Regions from separate parts of the Neogale vison genome. Here region 1 is linked to region 2. A link is a contact called in public Hi-C data. All regions are on one chromosome and are shown on one strand. The core of a region is the stretch at or near the end of the contact, and the rest is flanking DNA. Distances in the headings are between cores, read along the strand shown. Region 1 holds the start of MEF2A (myocyte-specific enhancer factor 2A). Region 2 overlaps MEF2A (myocyte-specific enhancer factor 2A).

Region 1 (4,940 bases), core at 2,063-4,562, 150 kb before region 2:
TAGCACTCCTTCTGCCTAAAGTCTGCTCATAAATATTTAAGGAACCTCTACTTTCTTCTCAATTATGGGCCAGGCACCGTGCTAGGTATTTTGGATCAATGAAGAATGAATCACAGTTCTTGTCTTCAAGGAGCTCCAGAGGGGAGGAGACAGACATACATACAGATGCACTTCAACTAGGCACCAGATTACAGCAATGCTCTTAGAGAAAATGATGCCCAAGTGGAGACTTGATGGATATAAGGGGGGTTTTACCAGGCACACAGGAAGATAAAGCCTGGTGTATGCAGAGAAACTTCTTAGGAATGAGGATGATGAGGTGTCTGGCAGGAGGAGATGAGGGCGATGCTGGCCAGGTGGTCAGGGATCCCTGCCTCCAAGAGATCTTGAGTTTTATTCTTCAGATCAAGACAATGAGAGGGCCCCTTTTTCATCCTTCAGAAGGCTTTGTAGTTTCACTATGGGACTGCTTCCTTTAAGGAGCCCTCAGTGATTATTTTTCCTTCTTAGATACTCATCTTCTGTGCTTTTCTGGTGTCCTCGAAAACCTCTCTCTTAGTGATTAGCAGACTGGCTTTTGTTTTAAGGTGTATCCCTCCGGTGGTCTTTCAGCCCCTTCAAAGAAAGGGCTGTTCTTTTTCACTTCCATTTCACAGTGCCTACTACAATACTGAGTCCTTTCAGTACAGACATACCTGGATACCTGAGTACATGAAGGAGGCTGGAAAGAGTTGGGGGACTGAAAGACATTGCTTCTCACAAGTTCCCTCCAAGCCAGTGACATACACAAGTGTTCTGCACATGATCTATGCCAAGGTGAGTGCTGGAAGTTGCTAGAGACACTGAACTTCACGTACATGCTTTTGAGACCTGAATAGGAGCTGCAATGATTTTCTAAAATTGGTTATTTTAATCTCAAAAAACAGTGATTATGTTTTGCTAATGTATTTTACAATAGCTGTGCTCTGGAATTCTATACTTTCTCTTCCTTCCTTCCATTTTCTTTCCCTCCTTTCCTTCCTTCTTACCATTCCCTGAAATTCTTAGACAAGGGCTTTGACATACAGGAGGTGGCAGGGAGAGAGGTGCTCTCTTAGGTGATGCAAACATTTTCCACCCCCCCCTCCATTTCTACTTTGGCTGAAGTCATGACCAGCTTTTCTGTCTGTTTTTCTGGAGTGGTCAATAGCGTTTGAATGGATAGGGGGTGGGTAGTCTCAGCTAGACTTCTGTGCCCCAGGAGGGTCAGATTCTAGAGGGGTGGGAGATGGGTTGGAGCAATGAGAGGGTGAAAATCTCTTTTGGAACAGTCTGTTCTCATTGCCTCTCTTCTCCTTACAGGGTAGAAAGGAGGGGGAATGAGAGAGCTATTGCTTACTGTCCCTTCCAATTCAGACCTTCGGCTTTGAAGGAAAAGTATCAAAGTCTTCTATTTTCCTGGAGCAGTCAAACGCAGCTCCTTATGCAGCTTCTGGCAGGTTAAAAGAATATGCATTCTCACATGACTCGCTGATTTACACCAAATTTTAATGTGTTTTCAAAACTTGCCGTTAGCCCTTGCTGCTGGTTCTCCTGAAAACTGATACTATGGGACTCTGAGCAGAGCTCCAGGTTTATTTTCCAGTATCTGGTGTCTGTGTGCTGCTTTTGCAATGGGTTCTCCCCAGTACCTTGCCCCGTCCTTGAGAGAGGAAGCCTGCGAGCCTGCAGCTTCCTTTGTAACTTCCCAGTTCCTCTGCCCAGCCTCTGCACATCTGCTCACCCACCCCAATCATTTTGTTTCAAAGTGCTGCGGTACTGAATTTCTCATCCTCCGATGAAAATAACCATTTGGCTTTGTGTTCCTTGCACAGGCACCTCTGGGTGCAGATGTAGGCAGTGTGGCTGTAGAAGCTCTTGAGGTTAGCAGGCTTCAGGATGCAAGGAACAACAATGGCTCAACCTCCTGATGACCTTCGTCAACAAAAGCAATAACCCTACAAAACAGAAGGGCAGTCCCAAGTGCATGTCTCCTACCTCAGAAAAGACCACCGTACGTATGTAGAGTGATTGGGAGTTCAAATCCTCAATGCTCTCCTCTTAGACTGTGACCTCAAAGGGTCACTTTAGCGCTCAGCTTCCCTTTCCTCTTCTATAAAATGGGAATAGAAAGTGAATCTACTTCACGGGGGTGTTGTAAGGCATGCAAGAGCTCTCACGTGCAAAGTGTTCGGCCCATAGCTCGGCGCTCGAGGCATACTATAGCTATGCCCGTTAGTAATTCGCTATTATAAATACTGGAGAGTAGGAGGTCGTCTCTCCACCCGGACGTGGGGCGCTCGGCTCGCCCGGCTGAAAGGGGCTGCCCACTCCAGGTCCCTGCAAGTCCTACTGTCTCCGGGCCCGGGTCCGAGCAGCCGCGGAACGCCAGGGACCGCAGTCCCATTGTGCTTGCTCAGTGAGGGTGACCGGGCGGCGGCCCAGACGCGAGCACAGGTGCGGCCCTGACCACAATGAGGGCGTGGGCGCGCGCGTGGCGAGCAGAGGTCTGCGGGGGGCCGGCGTGGCCGGAGGGCGGGGGTTGGGGGAGAAGGAAGCTGGCCGCGGCCCCACGAGCTCGGCAGGAGGTGTCTGGGCCGGTCGAAGGACTGCGCCTGGCACCGGACTCCGGGCGTCTGTCGAACTCGCGCCCGGGAGCCCGGGCCCCGCCCCCGGAGCCCCGCCCCTCAGTGTCCCGGGTTGGCTGGAGCCGGCGGCCACGCGCGGCGATTTGCCGCGCGCCGCGTCACTAAAGCCGCTCCCGGTCCCGGCCCCAGCGGGCTGGTCCGGGAGGTAGCGGCGGGGGAGGCTGGGGCTGCACGGCGCGACGCCGCCGGGCCGCCCCGCCCTGGGAGGCGCCTAGGCCCTCATCAAGTGACCAGTATCCCTTCCAGGAGAACACGGTCCTTCAGAGGGAAGCGAGCTCCAGCCTGTAGCCCCGGCGCCAAACCGCCGTCATCTCCTTCCTGTGCCGGGTGATCCGTCTCCTCACCCACCCGGAAAAACATAGTCCGCCCCTCGCGTCCTTGTGGAGTAGCGCTTTGCTTCCACTGTGACACTCTTTGCCCGCACCTTCGTCTTTCCCATCCCAAGCACTCTAGGACCCACCAAGAGGATAAGTCAGCTGTGAACAGAAACCTCAAGGGAAAAGAGAGAGGGAGCCGAGGGGAAGGGAGGGATAGGCGAGGCTGGCGGAGGGACACTGAGGACCGCGGCCGTAGTGCGCACGCGCGGTGGCAGGAACGAGTTCCGGTCTGGCCGGGGCCTGTCTCCTAAAAATAGCCCCGGTGTGGGGATCCGTGCGCGGATGTCCCGGCGAGTCCCGGGCTGAAGGAGGCGGCTCCGGGCGGCGCGGAGCGCTGGTGGCTGGCCCGGGCTGCAGCGTGTGTGCGCTCGCCAGCTGCGCCGGAGACACGGTGAGGGCCGCGTCGGCGGGGCGCGGTCCGCGAGGCCGGCGGTGCCAGAGGGGGCGGCGTCTCGGCGAGGGGGCCGGGTAGGGGCTGGGGGGCGCTGGGGCGGGGGGCGGCGCGGCCGAGGAGGGGCGCCCGCGGGGCTCCGGGGACGGCAGGGCTGGGCGGTGTCCGGCTGGCAGGGGGCCGGGGTCCCGGGCGCGCGGCGGCAGGGAGGGTGGGGTGCGGGGAGGCGGCTCGGGGTGGTCGCGCGGGGTGGGCGCGGAGGGGCGAGGCGCCCGCGATGGTGGGGGCGGGGTGCCCCGAGGGCGGGCCCGGGGTCTGACCGGTGTCGCGGGCTGGCTGAGCGAGACTCGGCCGCGCGGGCTCCGCGTGAGGAGCCTCCCCGGGCGCGCACCGCGTTTGGGGCTGCGGGGCGGTGGTGGACGACGCCTCCTTGAAAGTTGAGGGAGTTCCCTGGGGGCCCGGAGCCTCTCCGGGGCGGAACGCCCGAAGGCCCTTTCCTCCCTCCTGCTCTCCGCGCCCGGGTCTCCCCAAAGGAATTGACCCCTCGTGCCGGGGCCGCTTTGCGCTGTGGTTGGACTTGAAGAAGTTCCCCCCACTTCTGCTTTGGGAGAAGGTTGGTCGAAGCAGGCGGAACATTTAGGTCCGAACTCTCGGCGCGTGTGTGGAGATGTCAGTGGCCGGGTCGGTGTTTGGGGCGGGCCGGGAGGCGGCCCGGGCTGGGGGCACCTGCGGGTGACCCTCGGGTGCCGGGAGACGTCGCGGGGAAGCGAGGACTGCGGCGGGAGCAGCAGGCTGCCCTGACGTCCCGCTAGATCTCAGCTCTCGGGAAGGTTTTATGTGGTAGAAACTTTGCCTTTTAGTTCGATAATCCTCTGTCTTCGAACAGCGAGGATTAAATTGGTTGGTGAGATAGTGCAAACAAGTTGCGAAGAGGTGAGCATCCCTGAATTAGAAAAACCACCCCCCCTCTCCCGTGAAAGTGTAACTATAAAAATGTGATTCAGACCTGAAGTATGATTTCTGGGGATACGAAGCGAGCCCACTGTTATGGTCCGGTAGGGAAGCCCTGTGAAGGTTAAAGAAGTGCAGTATAGTGTTGACGTGCATTTTAGTTTACAAGATTGGTACTACAATTAGTGTGCGGTTAGGAAGGCCTGCTGTGATGTGCTAACAAAGGTATAAGAATTTTTAAACAAATGTCTAAATTTTTTCAAGGTTTTTTTTTTTTTTTTTTTTTTTTTTTTTTTTTTTTAAAGCACAGCACGTTTTTCCTGTGTCTCGTATCATCTATTACTATGTGAAGAGAAGGTTCTTCAAACTGTAATGAGATGTACGTTACACAAGAGTACTTTCTCTTTAAGAATCCAGCTGTGTTGTTTTGGCAACTGCCAAGTACTCCAGTTGTCACTTTTAAAAAATCTGTTACCTTGGCAGTACTTGAACAGTCTGTGGAAAAGGTAAACAAAATAGCTTAAAATTTTTTTTATATGAAAACACAAAAATGGC
Region 2 (5,014 bases), core at 1,534-4,033:
AGCTCTAACGACAGACCCTTCAGATAATGGCACCTGATAACTGAACACACCTAGTACTCAGATCTTCGTTTCTAAACATTCTCCAATAAAAGGAATCAGGATTCCTTGGAGAAATGATTGATTATAGAGTGGGGGCAATGAAAATACAGGATGAGTCGGAGGTGCCAGAGGATAAGGAAGTGCAGGTGAAATGCTTACAGGAACCAGCCTCTCCGAAGAGCTCCAGTGGCCCAAACTAGAACAATTTAAGCAACAAAATAAGTAACAATAGTATTGGATTAGTACCCAAGGAATACAAAATACCGTCTGTTATTGATAAAAATGATCAAAGAAACAGCTCTTCCTTAGAGAAGAGTTCTAATTATTACATGTAGAAAGAATAAGAGAAATAGCAAATCATCACTGTCATTACCACAGTACAGAGATCATGGCCAGACAGGGTCAATGGATGCTAAAATGAGTGAGTGAAAGTTTAAGGAAAAACAGGGTGTTTGCATAGCCTCAAAATGTCTCTCCCCAAATAACTGACAAAGGGAACAATAGTAATTTTGCAGTAGGGAGTCCTGGAAGACGCGACTTTCACCAGCAATCGAGTTTAACATCACCAGTAATGGAATGACATACCTGCTGGTATGTGCTAAGAGGGTCACATCACCTCTTTGGTACTCTTCCAAAAATCCATGCTCTCTACCCAAGAAAATTTAAGACCCAAATTACGGGATGTTCCATGACATATCCACCCAGTACTCTGCAGCTTTTAAGGTCATGCAAAATGAGGAAGGATGGAGGGAGCGGTCACAGACCAGAGGAGACTAAGGGTATGTGACCGTAAGGGCATGTGGGATGCAGCATCCAGTCCTGGAGCAGAAAAGGGACATCAGTGAAAGACGGGTGAAGTCCAGGTGAAGTCCCGTAGCCTCGGTTACTGCTGCGTTCCTCTGTCAGTTTGACAGTTGTCTCGTGCTGCTTTGCGAGGCAGACCCGGGTGGGTGGTGCCGGGGTGTGTGCTGTGACCGTGCGCTGTCTTCACGGCCGCTCTCTCCGGGTAAAATTACTGCAGGATACCGAGTTAAAGATGCACACCGGTGTAACAGGTAGCCCCGAAAAGAAAAACATGTGGGCATTCAGGGTAGTCATTTGGCTCACCTTTTAGGAACAGGATGTCGAACACCCGCCCCTGTCTTTCAGAGAGGCTGCAGAAAGTTTCAGTTAAGGCTCAGTCAACTGCAGAAGGTAAGGGCAGACCTGCATGGAGGCCTTCAGCAGCTGGTCAGGACTATCTCTGTCTGGTCTTTCTTTCAGAGATCATGAAGCAGCTCTTAGAAGACTCAGAATTTGCCATATAAACTATTTTACACCCTTGGCCTGGCAGGTGCAAGTGGAAACCACACAGCACTTACCTGCGGGATTTGCACGCGGGTCCTGCAGTTGGAGGCCTGTGAAGATCTGTGTAACTCCGCCGCTGAAGGGCCTCTCGCCCGCATTTGAGACAGCAGTTGTAGGCTGGGCGCTTGTTTTTCAGAGTCGGCAACCAGCCTGCGTGTGTTACCGTTTGTTTGCAGGTTGGCTGGCTTTTGGATCCGGGTCTCCTCCATCCCTGATGCTTCCGTAGATTGACAGAGAAACTTGACTCCTTCAAGTAAAATAAGCAAGCACTAGCTAGCAGATTATTTCTAGCCTGTTAGTATTTTCTAAATGCTTAGGAGAAGAGCAAATATGTGTCCTTCATCTCTTTTCTGGACGTGATTTATCAGTTCAGTTCTCTTCCGGTCTCATTAGCTTCATACAGGTTACTGTTTTTCCGCAGCGAAATTATACACACGAAAGCTGTATTTGCATCTAAATCTGTGTTATCCAAGACTGTTATGAACTACTGTCGGAGTTCTTCTTGTTTCGCAACACTATGCTAGCTGCGGTGGGAAATTAGAAAACAAAATAATTCCTGCCGGCCGAAAAGCACACATCTAGGAGATAAATAGTGGACGTGTGTGACCAGGTGGGCTAGGGATGCGAGGACCAAGTACTCCCAGGGTTTCAAGTATAAACCGGTGTCATGATGAGGAACTCTGTTTAAACACAGTGGCGGTAGCCCGGCGGTATGCGGGTGAGGCCGACGCAGGCGTGGACGGAGCCAGGGAGCGGGGGCAGCTTTAAAGCCTGGCCTGCAAGAATCTGAAGAATCTTTCTTCTGAAATCAGCTACTAGTGGAGATAACGATAAATAATTTATATTTGTATTCACTGCTTATATGTAATCATCTCTTTAGAGTTCCAAGCAATTGCTAGTGTCCAAATAACGTGTTTTTCTAAAGAAATATTTTATTTTTGAGTATCAACAGTCTTAGTAACTCTCGTATCCCTCTCATGTGCCGAGTGCAGTCGGAGGAAGAGGAATTGGAGTTGGTGAGTGTGCGTTTCTGCTTGAAGGGAGTTGCAAAAGATCTGGAAAGTACTAATTCTCTGAAGTGTTTATATCTAACCAGTGTTCCCTTTGTTACACAGTTTTCTTGCTGTTATTAAACACTATCCAAGCACTTTTAATAGCTGAACCAATCTAGTACTACTGAGTCCATCCCATTTTTCTGCTTATAGTTGTATATCTTGACCCATTTTGTTTGTTGGAGGGAACATTGGAACAGAGCCTTTAAAAACAATAGCTGTCAATGATCACAAGACACTTGCTAAAGATTTTTTTTAAGGAAAGATATAAAATACCTTATATAGTTCCCCAAATTATTAACATATTTTTAGAAAATGACTTCACCCTCAAAGTTCCTCAGATTGTAACACATGGTCTTGTGTTATTTCTCTTTCTTTCAAAAAGATTACATCATTTTTGGTGAGGTCACTTTTTTCAGAGTTGGAATTATTTCATACTGCATGAGATGATCTGAACCATAAGGGGGGTTCCCTGTTTGCTAAAAGGAATGTCTGTAATTTAATATACACAAATTTACCTTTTTCTATCAGGACATACTCTGTTGTTAAAAGTTTTTCTAAAATAAATGATTTCTTTTTTCTAAAATAAATGATTTCTATTGGCTACTCTTCTAGAAAATAAATTTGACTAAAAATAACTTTTATTTTATCTCTTCTTTGGGAACTAAAACCCAAAATTCACAGAAATCATATGAATTCAGTCAGTTGCTAATTAGTGACCTTAAGGGAGAAAAACTTGAAAATGTTTAGTTTGTAGCATGGACAAGGGTTCAGATTGCATGAGAGCATGGGGGGAAGGCATCTGTTGGTTTTATTTATATTTTATTATTACATATATATGCATGCTGGTGTGTTTTGCACAGTTTGTGTCTTTTTAGATAAGGTTGTCTGTGTTCTGTTCGTGATCACTCACAGTTTTAGATGTGGTTTTTGTATTCAGTAAACTAAAATATACTAGTGTGCCATCAGTTGTGGTGTTGGATTATATCATGTGCAGATTTAGACTTTCTTCTGGGGAAATACTTTACTTAGTGATATGGTAATAATTAGAAAATGGAAGTTTATAATTAAAGATAAAATGATTGGTCTTCGACTGTTTACCCTTAGGAAGTTAGTTGGCACAAGTGTTTCCTTTCAATTCTGTAGCAGTATGTTGCCCTCTAGTGGTCCCACAAGTCTCTTACTCAGAAAAATCAATGCCTTGGAGATTCGGAGCTTTGATGCATCCGGCCGATATGTTGGCATTCACTGTTACACACACATACACACCACCTCTTCTTGAGGTCATGCCCGGAGATTGCCATGGAGTTGAAGCCCTGGCGTGGATAGAGTTAGGCCAAACTGGGTCCTGCTGTGTTCTTTTGCCTGTGTTCTTTTGTCTGACTCTTTGAGTTTCCAGATTAAGTCCAAAGTATATCTCTACCTCGAAAACTCATTAAAATTAGTAACTTGATGCTGAGATGAACATGTGTTCCCACTTACCATACACTGACTTCCACCCACTTAAAGTTCACTCCCCAGTTACAGAATCTCAAAGATAAATTTCTAAATCTTTGAAAACCACAAGGTGAAGAAAGACTCTCATGGTGAGAGCCGGGCTGCTGAGATGCCTTGAGAAGCCTTGCTGTTCTAAACAACCTCGCTTTGTGGTAGCTCCAGGGGTCTTACCTGTGGATTTGAAGTGACGTAGAAATGTGGACCAGAGGGTTACTCAGGAGAGTCATTTAAGGATACTGTCTTACATCTGGGTGGTACTCCAGTCACCAGAGCACTTCCCACCTCTTGGCTCATTAGAGCTTCCCAGTAGTGCCCAAGGCCGGCAGCACAAAGATCACTGTCTTCCCTACTGTGCAAACAGAGAGGTTCAGAAAAGTGAAATGATTCCCCCCTCCCCAAGCTTAGGAAGTCGGGAATTGGGGAGAAAAACGTAGGTGATGTCTCCATATTAAAAGCCCTGTGCCTTGGCCTTCTTGGGTGCTGAACCCATGGATCACGGAGTCTGTTCTCTTTCTCTGATCCTGCTTTTGGAGCATTCCCGGAAGCCCCTGTCGTGAGAAAGTGCTGTCACCCCCGAAACGTAGAGGAGTAGCCATGTCAGGCTGACTTGATTATTCAGTAGCTGGGTTTTTTCAGTTCACTCCCGGTACAGATGGGATACGGGGTAGGTGGAGTCGGTCAGCGAGCATTTAGTGTTGCCCCGTGCGCCGTCTCGCGAGAAGCGCGCTAGTCACAGGCTCTCCACGCAAAGCCGCTCCCTTCAGACGTGTCGGGAGCCTGTGCAGGGATGTATATTGGAACCTGCTGCCAAGAAATAGGTCACTGGGGGGGGGGTGGTGACAGTGGGGGAGGCTGAGCAGGTATGGGGGTGGGGCACGGGGGGGTGGGGGGCAGCAACTGTAGGAGCGCAGGGCAGGAAAACCGGAAGCAAATGTACTTCGGGAAGCCAGGACCTCACAGCACACGGACATGGGAATGCTGCCGGTGAAGTGGTTTCCATCCCTAAACTTGCTCACACTCTCGGGATACAAAAGCCTTCTGGCTCTCCTGGGCTCGAAACCCTAGATGTTTGATTGGGG

The links. A called contact is a pair of places that touch in the nucleus more often than the background predicts.
Region 1: a contact with region 2 is called in a Hi-C map of muscle, with 5 times the contacts expected there. The contact joins the promoter of MEF2A here to the enhancer-like site in region 2. A contact is called at or near these places in 2 of 3 Hi-C or Micro-C datasets (fibroblasts and muscle).

The regions. Positions count from the first base shown.
Region 1 is chr13:135,124,070-135,129,009 of ASM_NN_V1, reverse strand. It overlaps MEF2A (myocyte-specific enhancer factor 2A), which reads left to right and starts at 3,312. Exons shown (of 11, transcript XM_044229776.1): 1 at 3,312-3,434.
Region 2 is chr13:134,971,725-134,976,738 of ASM_NN_V1, reverse strand. The region is part of intron 8 of MEF2A (myocyte-specific enhancer factor 2A); the gene reads left to right. Among named protein-coding and RNA genes, the nearest start is that of LYSMD4, 51 kb to the right of the region's middle. Within about 2 kb of position 2,783, the one cell type or tissue checked has open chromatin away from gene starts, as enhancers often do. A contact at or near this core is called in fibroblasts, where this site is marked.